2 separate regions of the Sus scrofa genome follow, and region 1 is linked to region 2. Evidence: chromatin contacts called from public Hi-C data. All regions are on one chromosome and are shown on one strand. Each heading gives the region's core, a stretch centred on a gene start, on an enhancer-like site or on the middle of the called end of the contact. The rest is flanking DNA. Distances are from core to core; before and after follow the strand shown.

Region 1 (6,539 bases), core at 2,477-4,976, 48 kb before region 2:
CCTGCCTATTTATTGAGCCCCTACTGCATGTAGGCACTGAGCCGGTTCTGCTGTCAACCAGGAAGTCCTGGTTTCTGTTTTCAAGGACCTTCTTGCAGCATCCTGGGGGCTCCGTGCCACTGACTGCAAACTAAAGCCAAGAAATGTTATTAGTTAAAGCTGACAGTGATCAAATTCCACACTTTCTACCAGAGTACCTGCTCAGAGAAATATTATAAAGGAGTGGGACAAACATGGACTTTCCATGGGGGCTTGGCTGGATCCCTATAATTGTCTGAAGCTCTTTGAGCCTCAACTTCTTCACCCTTAAAATGAGGATGGTAATAATTCTTGCCTTCTGGGTTGGTTGGAAGGAAGAAATGACAACGACTATAAAAAGCCCCCAGCAGAGTATCTGGCACTTGGGTGCTCGTCAATCAGTCATGATATTCCTACTTCATGCTCACAAGTCACCCCTTGTACCAAGAAGTTTTGGCGATGTCTGGATGGAATCAGGGAATCAGGATCCCTTTTTTTTTTTTTTTTTTTTTTTTTGGTCTTTTTAGGGCTGCACTCGTGACATATGGAGATTCCCAGGCTAGGGGTCAAATCGGAGCTGAGCCTCTGGCCTATGCCACAGCCACAGCAACACCAGGTCTGAGCCGCGTGTGCAACCTACACTGCAGCTCATGGCAACGCCAGATCTCTAACTCACTGATCGAGACCAGGGATAGAACCTGCATCCTCATGGATACTACTCAGATTTGTTTCCATTGAGCCACAACGGGAACTCTGGGATCAGGATCCTTTGCATTCTGGTCAGTCTTGTTCTGCTGAGGTTTTGCCCCCCGAAGGGGGTGGCGAGAGGGTCCACAGATGTCCCTCAAATGGACAGGAGCTGCCTTGTCTGCCACCGAGCTGCCCGTTCCATGATTTCATGCTGGCCCCCATCACCTCCCTGCTGGGTACCCTCGACGGCCTCCTCACCAGCCTCCCTGCCTCCAGACTGCTGCTCTGCAAACCTTGTCCATGTCCTGCTGTGATCAATGACCTTATGACGGTGACATCCACAAGTCACTTCCCTGCATGCTCCATGTGTTAGCTTCCCGCTGCTCTCAGGGGAGAGTCTGGTTCCTGGGCCTGCATTTCAAGGCACTGCATGCTCAGCCCCTGTTCATCTCTGAGGTCTCAGCCCTGCATTTGCGCCCCTGCTGCCCCAGGCTCCCTGCATGCCTTGGCAAATGCCTGCAGTTTTCTGCACAGGCTGAGGGTCCGCCCACTTCTCTGCCGTTGTATGTGCCATCCCCTCTTCCAGGAACGCCTTTCGCCTTCTTTGTCCAACTCCCCAAGACCCGTTGGAGTCAGGACATGTCCCCAAGTGCTGCAGCCAGGCTGGGGTAGGCACATGCTCTCTGTTCCTGCAGTCCCAAACACAGCATGGTCATTGTCTTTACAGTGTCTTAGACTCTGAGCTCTGTACCTGGGCTCAATCCTGACCAGCTAAGCGAGCCTGGCAGCCTCTCTACACGCTCACCTGCAAGAGAGGAGGATGATGGCACCTGTGTCACAAGGTTGTTGTGAGAAGGAAAAGAAGTGTGTGCGTGTGTGCACCACTCAGCACACAGGGAGTACTTACAAGGCTGGGAAGTGCAACTGGCCAACAGCAGGAGCCCGATAAAGGTTTGAACAACTGACTGAACTCCTTAATGGCGTGGCCTGGGGGTCTTGATGACAACCCCCCACAGCCACATCTGTGTCACGAGGTGGGGGCTCGGGCTTGACTCTTTCTTTTTTCTTTTTTGCTTTTTAGGGACCCATGCAAGGAATATGGAAGTTCTCAGGCTAGGGGTTGAATGGGAGCTGTAGCTGTCAACCCACGCCACAGCCACAGCAACATAGGATCTGAGCTGTGTCTGTGACCTACACCACAACTCATGGCAATGCCGGATCCTTAACCCACTGAGAGAGGCTAGGGCTCGAACCTGCAACCTCAGGGTTACTAGTTGGATTCATTTCTGCTGCGCCAGAATGGGAACTCCCGGACTTGACTCCTTCTTGCTTGATGGTTTTTTTCCCAAGCCATTGAGATTCAGAACTTAAAGAACAGAATTCACCAGCAGGTTGTAGGGAGTCAGCAAATTCACCATTTTCTCACCTAATGGTGCCCCCCCAGTGCTCAGGAGGAGACAAGAGCTCTGCCCATCTCCTGGGCAGACTGGAGGTGAGTCTTATCTGGTGAGGGATGTATGCTGGGCCTGCCTTCCACTGGGGAACCAACTGGGGCCAGGCTCAGGAGAGAGACTTCTGGGGAGCCCTCATGTGTCTACACAATCGCCACTGTAGGGCTGCCATGGACTAACTTCAGCACTCACGATGCAAGTGAACGCATGCTCACACTCTCACATGTCCACTGTAGAGGCACCTTCACTTAACAGAAAGGCACAGATCTGGGGGCTTGAATGGTATGAACTGCAGACGTGTGCTGGCTGCGCTAAAGCCCCACCTGGGAGCTGAGACCTGGCTGGGTGGCTTCAGGTGCCATTCCTGATGGCAGAAAGGCAACATTTTTTGTTTCACAGCTGGAGTTCCCCAGTGACACCATGCATCAGTCCCCAAAGGTGCTTCCAATATGATTCTCTTACACTTCTGCACAGGGCCTGGGGGTACAGAAATGAATGACCTGGTCCTGGCCTGCGGGCAGAGGTAAAGAAGCTGGAGTTGCCGGGGTGCAGGTGGGTGGGGAGCGGGTACCTCTGGGGAGGGATTTTTTTCCCCCCCGCTAGGTTCCTATTAGGAACTAATCAGAATCCAGCAGCAGAAGGCAGGAGGGGTGCTGGGGAGCCTGTCCCCTCCACCCTGGGTGGCTTCAGGACCCCAAGGGCCAAGGGCAGGAGGACATCTGTAAATGATCAGGAAGCCTGCAGAGTCCCACAGGCTGAGCCAGGGCAGTGTGGCTCATTATCTGGATAACTGATGGGACATTTTCAATTCGAGGAAACATCTCTGTCTTGTGGCGCCATCTGGCCAGTCAGGTGAACAGCCTGAGCTGAAGGGGGAGTGGGTGCAGAGGTCAAGCCGTCCTGCCCACACCCCTCCCTCCCGGCCGGGTCCCTCGGGGTTGCACCTGGCCGCACCTCCGCCATCCGCGTGGACAGGTTTCGGGACGCTGGCCTTTCGAATCCCGGCCGGCCGCGGCGAGTCCCTGGATCCGTCCGGCCCGCGGGCCGCGGGGCTCGGCACCCGCCTGGGCACCGGCGGGGGCGCGGCTGGGCGTGACGTCACGCGCCCCGCCCCCGCGGCCCCCGCCCACTCCCCAGGTTCCGGGCAGGGCGGTTCGGTGCCTGCCGGGGCTCGCCCGCCCCAGCCCCCTCCCCGGGGGCCGCCCCCTCTCGTCGGGCCGCGCCTCGGCCCCTCGCGTCCCCGCCCGGCGGCGGACTCCGCCTGCTAGAGGCCGAAGCCGCGGCGGCCGCCGCCGTTGCCGCCATTGACGTCAGAGGGGCGGGCACATGACCCCGCGGGGACCAATCGCGCGGGCGCCGAGCGGCTTCTGCAATCTCTCAACTGAGCCGGCCCCCGCGGCCCCCGCCGCACACTCGCCCGCGGACGGCCGCCCAGACACACGTACTGTACACACGAGCGGGCGGCGGGGCCGAGACACGCCCGCCCGCGCGGCCCCCGCTCGCCGCCGCCGCCGCCGCCGCCGCCGGGCCCCCGGCCCCCCTCGGCCCCCCCGGCCCCCCGGCGCTGCCCCGCGTCCCCGCCCGCCCGTCCGCCGAGCCGGTCCGGCCGCCGCGAGCATGCACCCGACGAGCTAGGAGGAAGCCGGAGGAGCCCCGCAGGAAGGACCGAGCGCCGGCTGCCCGCCCGCCCGCCCGGGCCCCTCCCCTGCGGGGCGCCCCCAGCCCCACACCCCCCCACCTTCCTGGGGGGTGGGGGGGTGCGGGCCGCCGACCGCCCGGGACAGCCCGTCTCCCCGCCCCCGGCCCCCTCCCCGGCCCGGCAGGCCATGGATCTGACCAGCAGCTCGGGCGGCGGCGATCCTCGGCAGATTGAGGAGACCAAGCCGCTGCTGGGGGGCGACGTGCCGGCCCCCGAGGGCACGAAGATGGGCGCCGTGCCCTGCCGCCGGGCCCTTCTGCTGTGCAACGGGATGAGGTACAAACTGCTGCAGGAGGGCGACATCCAGGTCTGTGTCATCCGGCACCCGCGGACCTTTCTCAGCAAGATCCTCACCTCGAAATTCCTGAGGCGCTGGGAGCCGCACCACCTAACGCTGGCCGACAACAGCCTGGCGTCCGCCACGGTGAGTCGCTCTGCGCGGCGGCGCGCCTGCACCCCCGCACCTCCCCTCGGGGCCCGGGAGGCGCCCCCTCCCACCGGCTGCCCCCAGCCTGCCGCTGCACCTGGAGCCCGGGGCCTGCGGGGCGCCGGGGGTCGCCGTGGGGGGAGAGGCGGGGAGAACCGGGCGCCCCCCTCCGGGCCTGGGTTCCGGGCTGGATTGTGGAATCCGAAGTTCTGCCCAGCCGGCGGGCTCGGGGAGACCCTTCTAATTCTGGAGACGATCTGGCCCACCCCAGGCTGAACATTTGGGGACCTCCGGGCCCAGCGCTTGTGTTAATTACGGATGGGACCTTGGGACAGATCCGAAGCAGGGCCCTGAGGGTGGTGGGGGTTCCCTTTCTGAAAGCCCATCTGGATCTGCGCCCGAGGGGAAAACAAAACAACTCAAAAAAAAAAAAAAAAAAAAAGAGGAAAAAACCCAACAACCTCAAAACCCCAAAACCCAAAGAATTTCCAGAAGCCAGTTCCTTTCTTTGCTCTACCCGTCTTTTTCCTGCCCGGGCTGGCAGGCAAAACTGGGTGCTTCCCTTTCCGAAAAAAATTTCATTCGCCCATGGGGGGGGGAGGGGGCAGGGGTCCTGCGCTGTCTCCTCCCCATGGAGGGCCAGGGCGGTCAAGTTCTCTGTGCGGAAGCTGGCCTGTGGGGCTCAGGTCTTGCATTGTCTGTGAAGTGTTGTATACGTGTGTTTTGTTGCTGGCGGTTTTGTGTTGTTATTGCTATTGTTTTTAAGTATATGGCTGGGATTGGGTCAGCCGGAGGAGAGGGACAGAAGTCATTGATCTGTTTCTGAAACAGAAAATCTGCAAGGTGGAGAGCTGGGCTGTGGTGGGGTCGCAGCGGGGGAGGGTGGCGGGCAGGAGCCTGAACAGGATGCTTTGTGTTTTGAAACAAGGACAGTTGAAAGCACCAGCTCTGCTTGGGCCCAAGCCTTGCCGAGGGGGTCCTGTCCTCCTCGGAGGGGTGGCAGGTCTTCTCCAGGATGCACACTCCCCCCTCGGGCGACCGTGATCCTGTTTACTAAGCACAGTGGGGCAGGGGGTGGGGGGGAGGCGAATCCAACGCCTGCCCACACCTGTGCCAAGAAAACCCAGCCAGGAAACAGGGTGTCGCTTACATGGCATGTCACAAACGTGTAGCGTGTGCAGACATTTCCCCGGCATCCATGTTCCCTTGGCAGTGTGTCACAGGCCGTGACACATGCTCCAAGGAATGGGGAGGGGGGAAAAGTTAGCCGAAGAAAGCATACTCCTCGAAACAGCTCCCCCCCTCCCGAGAGCATTGAAGCACACGAGGACTTTTATTCTGAATTTTGAGTCCGACGTGCTCAGAACACCTATTTTTCTTTCCTGTGGGCACGTTGGTGCAGTCTGCAAAGACCGCTCTCTCGGGAAGGCTCGCTGGTTGCCATGAAGCGGTCCAGTCCCGGTTTCGGGCTCGTGCATGTTCTGAAGCCCATCCTGAGCCACAGGCCTTGGCATTCGGCTTTTCATTTGATGGAAGGAGAGCCTCGGAAAATTCGCCAGCACGCAGTGTTTCAGACCCGGGGATGAACTGTGTCCCCAGTAGTTCCCTGCCTGGGTCGACAGCCTCCATAGCTGGCTTCAGGATTTTTCCTGGCTGGGCAGTGGTGGTGGTAGTGGGGGGGCTTTCTTCTTCTTTCTGCCACCCCTCAAGATGAAGGGGAGATGGGGGGAGGGGGAAGAAAATGGTTGAGAGGCACCGTGACCTCCCTGGGAAGGACAGGCGGGCTCTCTCGGTGCTCCCCTGGGAGAAGCCGAGGCTGTGCTCCAGCCCATGGTTGGGGGAAGCCAGCTCGGGAGGCTCAAGCTCCCCCCCCCCGGTTTACCTCTGGTTGCTCAAGAGCTACCTACATGGGGGGCGGGGGGAGAAAGACTGAGGCCCTGCGCCAGCTCCTTAAGCAGCCAGGGGCCCCTGCACCACCTTCCCAGCTGAGGTGGGTGGCACCTTTGGAGCTTTGGCCTCACGGGAGAGGAGCTGTGATTTTCTGGGCTGGGGATCAAGGGCCATCCGTGGAACAAGATTGTGTCGGCAGAGCCTTGCTCTGGCGTTGGTTGGGAAATGTGGAAGGAGGAACTACGAGCAAGTGTCCGCTGGGCTGGCACAGGCCCCTTCCGCTGCCTGCTGTGGGCAACCCCCGTGGGCTGGGCACAGGGGATGGGGGGGGTCTTTCAATCCCGCCGTGGGGGGCTCTGGTGGG
Region 2 (6,614 bases), core at 1,919-4,418:
GCTCCCGTGAGGGGCCTGGGCCGGGGCTGAAAAAGGAGCTGCCTGCCTGGATGGGCGGTGGAGGGACCTTGGGGAGAACAACAGACCGACCCAGCCCGGCCGTCGCTCCATTTCCCGCGAGGAGGGAAGTTACGGATTTCCGCCCTGGCGTCCAGGGAAGGATGGGACTGGCCGCTTGGCTGCTGGGGTGCGGTCTGCACGGCGGGGACGGTGGGAAGCTTGCTGTGCGCTCCTCCCCTGCCGCCGTGCCTCTGCCCGCTCGCGGGCTGTGGCCAGAGCCTTACTCGCCACTGCTGACCGACCATAGGCTGATGGAAGCACAGACCTGCTTGTTGGGGGTTGGGTAGCTGTGTCCCTCGTCTGAGATATCCTGGGCCCCTCTTCCTTCTCTTTTTGTGGCTGAGACCCCAGAGCCATCAGCAGCTGCCACTTGGAGGCTTTGACCTGGAGCCCTCACTCACGGAGGAGACCGAGCTCCAACCTGACATCCTTGAGCTGTCGCCTCCGGGAAGCCCTCCCTGGTCCTCAGCGGCAGGCGCCCATCCTTCTTGGAACGTTGGTTAGCCCCACTCACCAAGCCCACTGTTGTCTATTTCCTTTCTACCCTATTCCCCGACTTAGAAAGGGAGTTCTCAGTCCTCAGTCTTCTTGTCTTGGAAGTGGGCACATACAAATGTAAAAGGTAGTTTTCTGCATTCCTCCCTCCACCCCCCCAGCTCTGAGACGTGACTGATGAGGAGAGGAGCGAAGGGAGCAGGGTCCTGTTCCAGGCCCGGGGAGTGGGAGAGCCAGGGACTGGAGGTAGGGGCTGCAAGATGCTGCAAATCCGGGGTAGTGAGCTCAGCTGTGTCTCAGTTCTTTCTTCTGTAAATTGGGGAGAATGGTGGGACCTTCCTTCCAGGGTCGGTGTGGGCCCTGGGTGAGTGAACACACGTAACAGGTGTTAACAGAGCCTGGCCCCTAGTCAGTGCTGTGGTTATTGGTACTAATCATTGCATTTAGTTCATTATAAAATAAAGTCAATATTTATTGGGCCTACTGTTGTGCTCTGGATACAGACATGAACAAAACAAACAACAGCCCCCCACCCCCACCCCCGATGCCTTTGTGGTCCGTACTAGTTGAGGGAGACTGTCAGGAAATGGATAAATGAGTAAAATGAATGGATGCATGCGGGGGGGGGGGGGTGCAGGGCTTCTGCAAGAAAGGGTTTTGTGATGTGCAGTTGGGTAATAAACCTTTGTGTGATTTCAGCCTCAGGGCTCTTCCTCACAAGAGAAGGTTCATAAGGCCGTACTGTCCAGGTCGAGGTAAAGGTCAGCCCCACAGGGACCCCCGGGACCCATTCAGAGGCTCCAGGGGACGCAGTTTGAAAACCAGCACTCTCAGTGAAAATGGTCAGAGCCCAAGAAGAACATTCTGTTAAACAGAGAGGCGGGCAGGGGCGAGCAGCAGGTGTAGGAGGGAGAAACCAGCACCCGTTGGAAGCAGTGCCTGGGGCCACCTGCTCCCGTAGTGGCAGGTGAGCTGGGAGTTGGACAAGGCCCTGAAAGTAGATCACGGATGTACTTTAAGGGGTGTCCGGGGCCCCTGGATGGTTGCCATTTATAAGAATGGCCTCCCGTGGGAGGACCTGCCACGTGTCTCATGAGCTCTGCTCTCAGCCCCGTGTGGGGCCTCCCACCCCAACCCCTACTGGGGGATCGATCCTTGCCCCCATGGAAGAGCTTGGGGCCCCGCCAGGTTGAGCCACTTGTCCAGGGCCACCTGAAGTCAGGACTGCTAAGTGTGGTAGGCTGGGGGCCTAAGGGACCATTTCCACAGAGCCCCTGAACCCAGCTGGCAGCTTCTGGAAGGGTCTCCGGGGACAAGGGGACTTCCTCTCGCTGTCATTGGCTTGAACTCTGCACAGCACACTTTGAGAAGTCACGTGATAGCACATCCTCCCCGCGATGTCCCAGCCCCTGGGGGGCTGGGTAGCTGGCACCTGGCTCACCTCAAACCCCAGGGGAGGTGAGTGGCACGGACACCAGTTTTCAGAATTTACACTGAGGCCCCGTCATGGAGATGCCAGGCCTGCCTTGGCTCTGGGCTGGTGGAGCCTGGCCTGGAGCCTCCGCCTACCCTCTGCCACGTGGGTCCTTCTCAAGTGTGGCATGTGCCTGCTAGGCCAGTGCTTCCCTTTGCTGTGGCTCCTCTGGACACTAAGTTTCGGTTTCCTTGCCATTGTTCTCTGTTCATTCATCCCTGCCCGTGTGTTCGCTCGTTCGCCCATTCATTCTCAGAACAGCGCAGCGGCGGAGGGGGCAGCCACAGATACAAAGCCGAGGGTCTCTGGGCAAATTACTTCATCTGTTTCCTCATCGGAGAAAACGAGGGTGCCACTCCTCCCAGGGCTGCCGGGAGGGTTAAAGGAAATAATGCGTGTGTGTCCAGTGGGTGGCCCGCGTACCGTCGTGTCTCTGTCCCTCCCCTGCTCGCGCTCCCCCTTTCCGACCCTCCTGTAAAACTTGCTGAGGCACCAGGTTGAAGCAGACGTGGTCCTTGTCGCCGGCCTTGATGGCGTGGGTTACCTTTCCCCACTGCCAGTTGGCCCGAGGGGTCCTTCTGGGCATCTGGCCACTGGTGACGGCCCAGGCTGCTCAGAGCTGCCTTTCACCACGGGTGGGGGCGGCCCGCGCGCATGCGTGCTCCCCAGGCATCCCTTGCGCGCCCGCACGCGTACACACGTGTCTTCCCACTGACCCATGAGCAGCACGTGTCTTGGGCCGTCGCACACACTTCCTCCCTTGGGCATCGGGCATCGTGGGTACAGGTAGCACACGTGTTCCAGAATGGCACATGCCTGCACACCAAGCGTCTCCTTGCCCGCGTGTGCAGTTGCCCTTATGTGTCCTTCCTCCACTGGGCACACCTCTCGGGTGTCCCCAGGTGTCCACGCCTAGCTGTGTAAGCGCTCATCTGCAGGCAAGGGTTTATTTCTTCACCACACATGTATGTAGCGTTTGCTCAGGCCCATCTAGGTGCTTTACAACTGCGAATTCGTTTCACCCCCTAACGACACTGAGACGCCCACTTCTATTAGCCCATCGTCCAGATGAGCAAACAGCCCTGGAGAACTTAGGTCACTTGCCCAAGGCCACACGTCCGTGCAGTGTAGGCCAAGATTCAGTCCCCCTCCACGGCTCTGAACCCGATCTGATGCCGTGCCCGTGAAGGTGTGTGGGCCTGCGCCGGGCTCACCGTGTAAATGCGTGCAGGCGTGGGTACACCTTCTCAGTGTGCACACGAGACCACGTTCTCCAGGTCATGGGTGCACAACCTCCATGTGCGCGGAAGGACTCAGGTGCTGGAGAACAGGCTTGTGTCTGCACACGCACACCACTCACACACACATACGTACACGCTCACATGGGCCCTCAGTCTCCATCTCAAGTCCCAGGCTCCAGCTCCCTTTCCCAGAGCCCCTTCCAGATTGTTCTCCATTTCCTCACTCTCAGTCCGCTGGAGAGGGAAGTGAATCTACGGGTCTGGACTCGCCTGCCTCGGCCACCCCTGCTCACCCGCTTGCTGGCTCTGTGGGGGGCCTGGAGCCCCAGAGCTCTTCCCTCTGCCAGAGCCCCCACTGGGCTCCCTTCCCGCCCATCTTCTGGGCTGGTCCGCACCCCAGGAATCTGGGCTCCTCCAGGCTGCACTGGGCTGGGGACAGGACGCATCCCCGGGGAGCAGAGTGACTGGACCGGAGGCCTCCCACGTGTTCCTGGCAGGAAACGCATTTCCTCCTCTGGCCCTTCTCTTCCAGGCACTTGTCCCTCGCCTCCCTTCCAGCTCATCTGCCCGCCCCCACCCCGCTGGGCTTCTGCGTCTGACCGTCAGCGGCTCCCAGCCCTGCCCAGTTTCAAGCCTGGGCTTGTGGGCCTGGGCGAGACTCTCCTGAATTGGCCTCATCAGAAGTACCCAGACTTCGAGCCAAGACCCCAGCGTCCTTGGCCTCCGCCCTGGGTCACCGGCACCTTTACCTGTCTCTGCGCCTTGCTTGGCTCACCCCCGTATCCACTCTTTCCCTCTCCAGACGTTCCCAGCCAGGAGCCAGGGCCCAGGTCCTCCCTCTGCACTCAGCCGTCACCGGCCGCTCCTGGTCTCCGTGCCTCCTCCCTCTCTCCCTCCCTCCCGTGTGCTGCCAGCTCCAGGCCTGGCCCTTTGTTCCAGCTGATGGCTGGTGCTGCCCGAGCACTGCTGCTCCCAGAGCCGTGGGCTTTCCCTGACCTTGTAACTTTGCTTTTGGTGAATTTTGGTTCTTCATCAAGATGCTCTGCTGCCCTCCCCCCTTTCCCTCCCCTCCCCCTTTCCCTCCCCCCTCTCTTTTTCTCCCTCTTGTTTTTCTGTGTGCTGAGCACTTTGTCCAGCCCTGAGCACTACTTCTTTGAATTGAATTAACAAAAGAAAGCCCTAAGGAACTGAGAAATCACTTGATTGCACAGGTGTCCTTTGCCAGTTGGTTACAAAGTTTTTATGAGCAAATCTGGTGGTTATCCTTTGGAAAATAAGCAAAGGCAAACCACTTCCTGCCGCTTCCAGGAGCCACTCGAGTGCTGGAGCTTTCTAAGACCTACCAAGAATCTGAAACTTCAGGCAGGCTTCCTCCGTTTTCCTGGAGAACTCGGCAATTTGTGTTGGTGAAATTCCACTGGGCCCGACAGGGTTGGAGATTGCATTTCAGTCTTGTCTTGCAAAGGAATTTCTGAGATCGAGTAACTTGGCTAGAGGGGAAAAGGGGAACGCTGGCTTGTGACCTAGGCAGCAGTGCCCTTCCTATGGGACTGGTGCCTCTGGAATTCGCAAATGCCACACAGCCTCTAAGTCGGCCGCCTCTTGGGCCTGAGGGTGAGCTCTGGCAGTGCCATGTGCCACGTGTGGATTCTGTCCTTTCTGCACCTTTACTTGACCTGTGTCCTAAATGCTGAGATGGGGAGAGGCAGTGTCCCACTCCCCAGTGTCGGGGGTGGGGTGGAGTGGGGCCAGAGCCAGGACTGCTGGTGCCCTAGGACGGGGCCTGGGTCTTAGGTTCGCGTCCACTCTGCCACGAACTTCAGCGGTTACGGAACCCCTCTGTGCCTTGGTTTCCTTATTTGTGAAACAGCGATGATTCTAGTAATCCCCTGGGGGCGATAGGAGAATTTTGTTGTCTGTTATTAAATAAAATATTCTGTTATGTGTAGTGCACCTCCCACATGCTAGGTCCCATATGCAGGCTTTGCAGATGCTAACAGGAGCAGCGTGGTCTTCGCCGGAGCCCTAGGAGCCGCTACTACCCAGCCCCGTTGTGCAGGTGAGGAAACCGAGGCTGGGAGAGGTTAGGTCACTCACACAGCTGGTAGGTGGCAGGGCTGGGCTTTCGCCCAGAGGCTGTGGCCCGGAGCCTGGGCCTGTTCCCTCCGAGCTGTCACTCTAGGTACTTCAACAGCCTGACCCCTGGGCTGTTTTGCCTGCGACAATCCCTGTTAACACGTGTCGTCCTGGGGTCATTCTCAGTTGTGCCCCATTTCATTTTGTCCCCCAGAGTGTCCTGGGTTGGTCAGTAGAGGACGCGGTCAGCTTATGTGTGGAGCGTTTAGGACAGTCCTGAGCACAGGATCCATGGGATCGATGGCCGGGGAGGTGACACAGCCACAGAGGATCAGCTTGGGTGGCCTGGGGGTGCCTTAGTCACTGCGGAACAGAGACCTCAGCTCATTCGCCCACTGCCCTGGGCCTCTCACATGCCAGGCACTGGAGCATCGTGCTGGGGGTGGGGTGATGAGGAGGGAGACAGGGACACCGCCAGCAGCTCTGGAAAATGAAGTCACGCCCAGGACTCGCCCTCGTAAGAAATGCAAAGCATTACCGCTGGGATCGTGTTCCCCTTGCTTTGTTTGGCAAATTATGACAGTATGTCACTGACCCAGCACATTCTGATTACCTATTGTTCAAATGAAAAAAAAGCAAAACAAAAACAAAAAGCAGGCCAGAAAACCGCTTCTGGTTATGTGATCGGTATTTAGAAGTTTCCATTCCAGAGTAGGCCTCAGGGCAGGGCCAGTCCCCAGGCTGTGTGGAGCCTTCACTGTCCCCAAGATGCCAGGTAATCGGCTTATCTTTGCTGTACCTCCGTCGCACCCTGTCCCCCTGTCCCCGTCCTTAGCTGCGTGTGAAGGATGTCATGGGCCGTGGCTCTCCCAGGCAGGCAGCCTGCTCCGGCCACTGGTGGCGTTTTCTCGCAAACCTGCCCTTGTTCAGCGCGTGCCCAACGTGGAGGCTGAAGGGCACAGCTCTGGGTAGGGTTGACCAGCTCACCCCTCTTTGCCCAGGACTGTCCTCATTTTAAAACTGGGAGTCTCAAGTCCTGGGAAAATTGGACAGCTGGTCACCCTCCAGGAGCGAGTGAAGCCAGCCCTGTGTCCCCACGGTCAGCTCTGCTGTGTGATGGCAGGTCCGTTGCTTGGGCGCTCCGAGCCTCCGTTTCCTCTCCTGCACAAGAGGCTTAACGGAGCCTGTCTCACAGGATCACTGTGAGGTTCAGTAGTTATGACGCCTCGCGAGTGGCGTGAGCCCTCCTTCCCCACTGGTGATGAGTT

What was found. A called contact is a pair of places that touch in the nucleus more often than the background predicts.
Region 1: a Hi-C map of skeletal muscle shows a contact between it and region 2, with 2.3 times the contacts expected there. The contact joins the promoter of CMIP here to the promoter of LOC110260907 in region 2. A contact is called at or near these places in 1 of 5 promoter capture datasets (liver), 10 of 47 Hi-C or Micro-C datasets (alveolar macrophages, brain, heart right ventricle and 5 more) and 2 of 2 datasets of contacts at active chromatin or transcription factors (alveolar macrophages and skeletal muscle).

The regions. Positions count from the first base shown.
Region 1 is chr6:6,879,061-6,885,599 of Sscrofa11.1, reverse strand. It overlaps CMIP (C-Maf-inducing protein), which reads left to right and starts at 3,726. Exons shown (of 21, transcript XM_021093761.1): 1 at 3,726-4,282. The coding sequence starts at 3,986.
Region 2 is chr6:6,830,312-6,836,925 of Sscrofa11.1, reverse strand. LOC110260907 (wiskott-Aldrich syndrome protein family member 1-like) reads left to right here and starts at 3,168. Exons shown (of 1, transcript XM_021093762.1): 1 at 3,168-6,614. The coding sequence starts at 3,310. The coding sequence ends at 4,437. The region is part of intron 1 of CMIP (C-Maf-inducing protein); the gene reads left to right.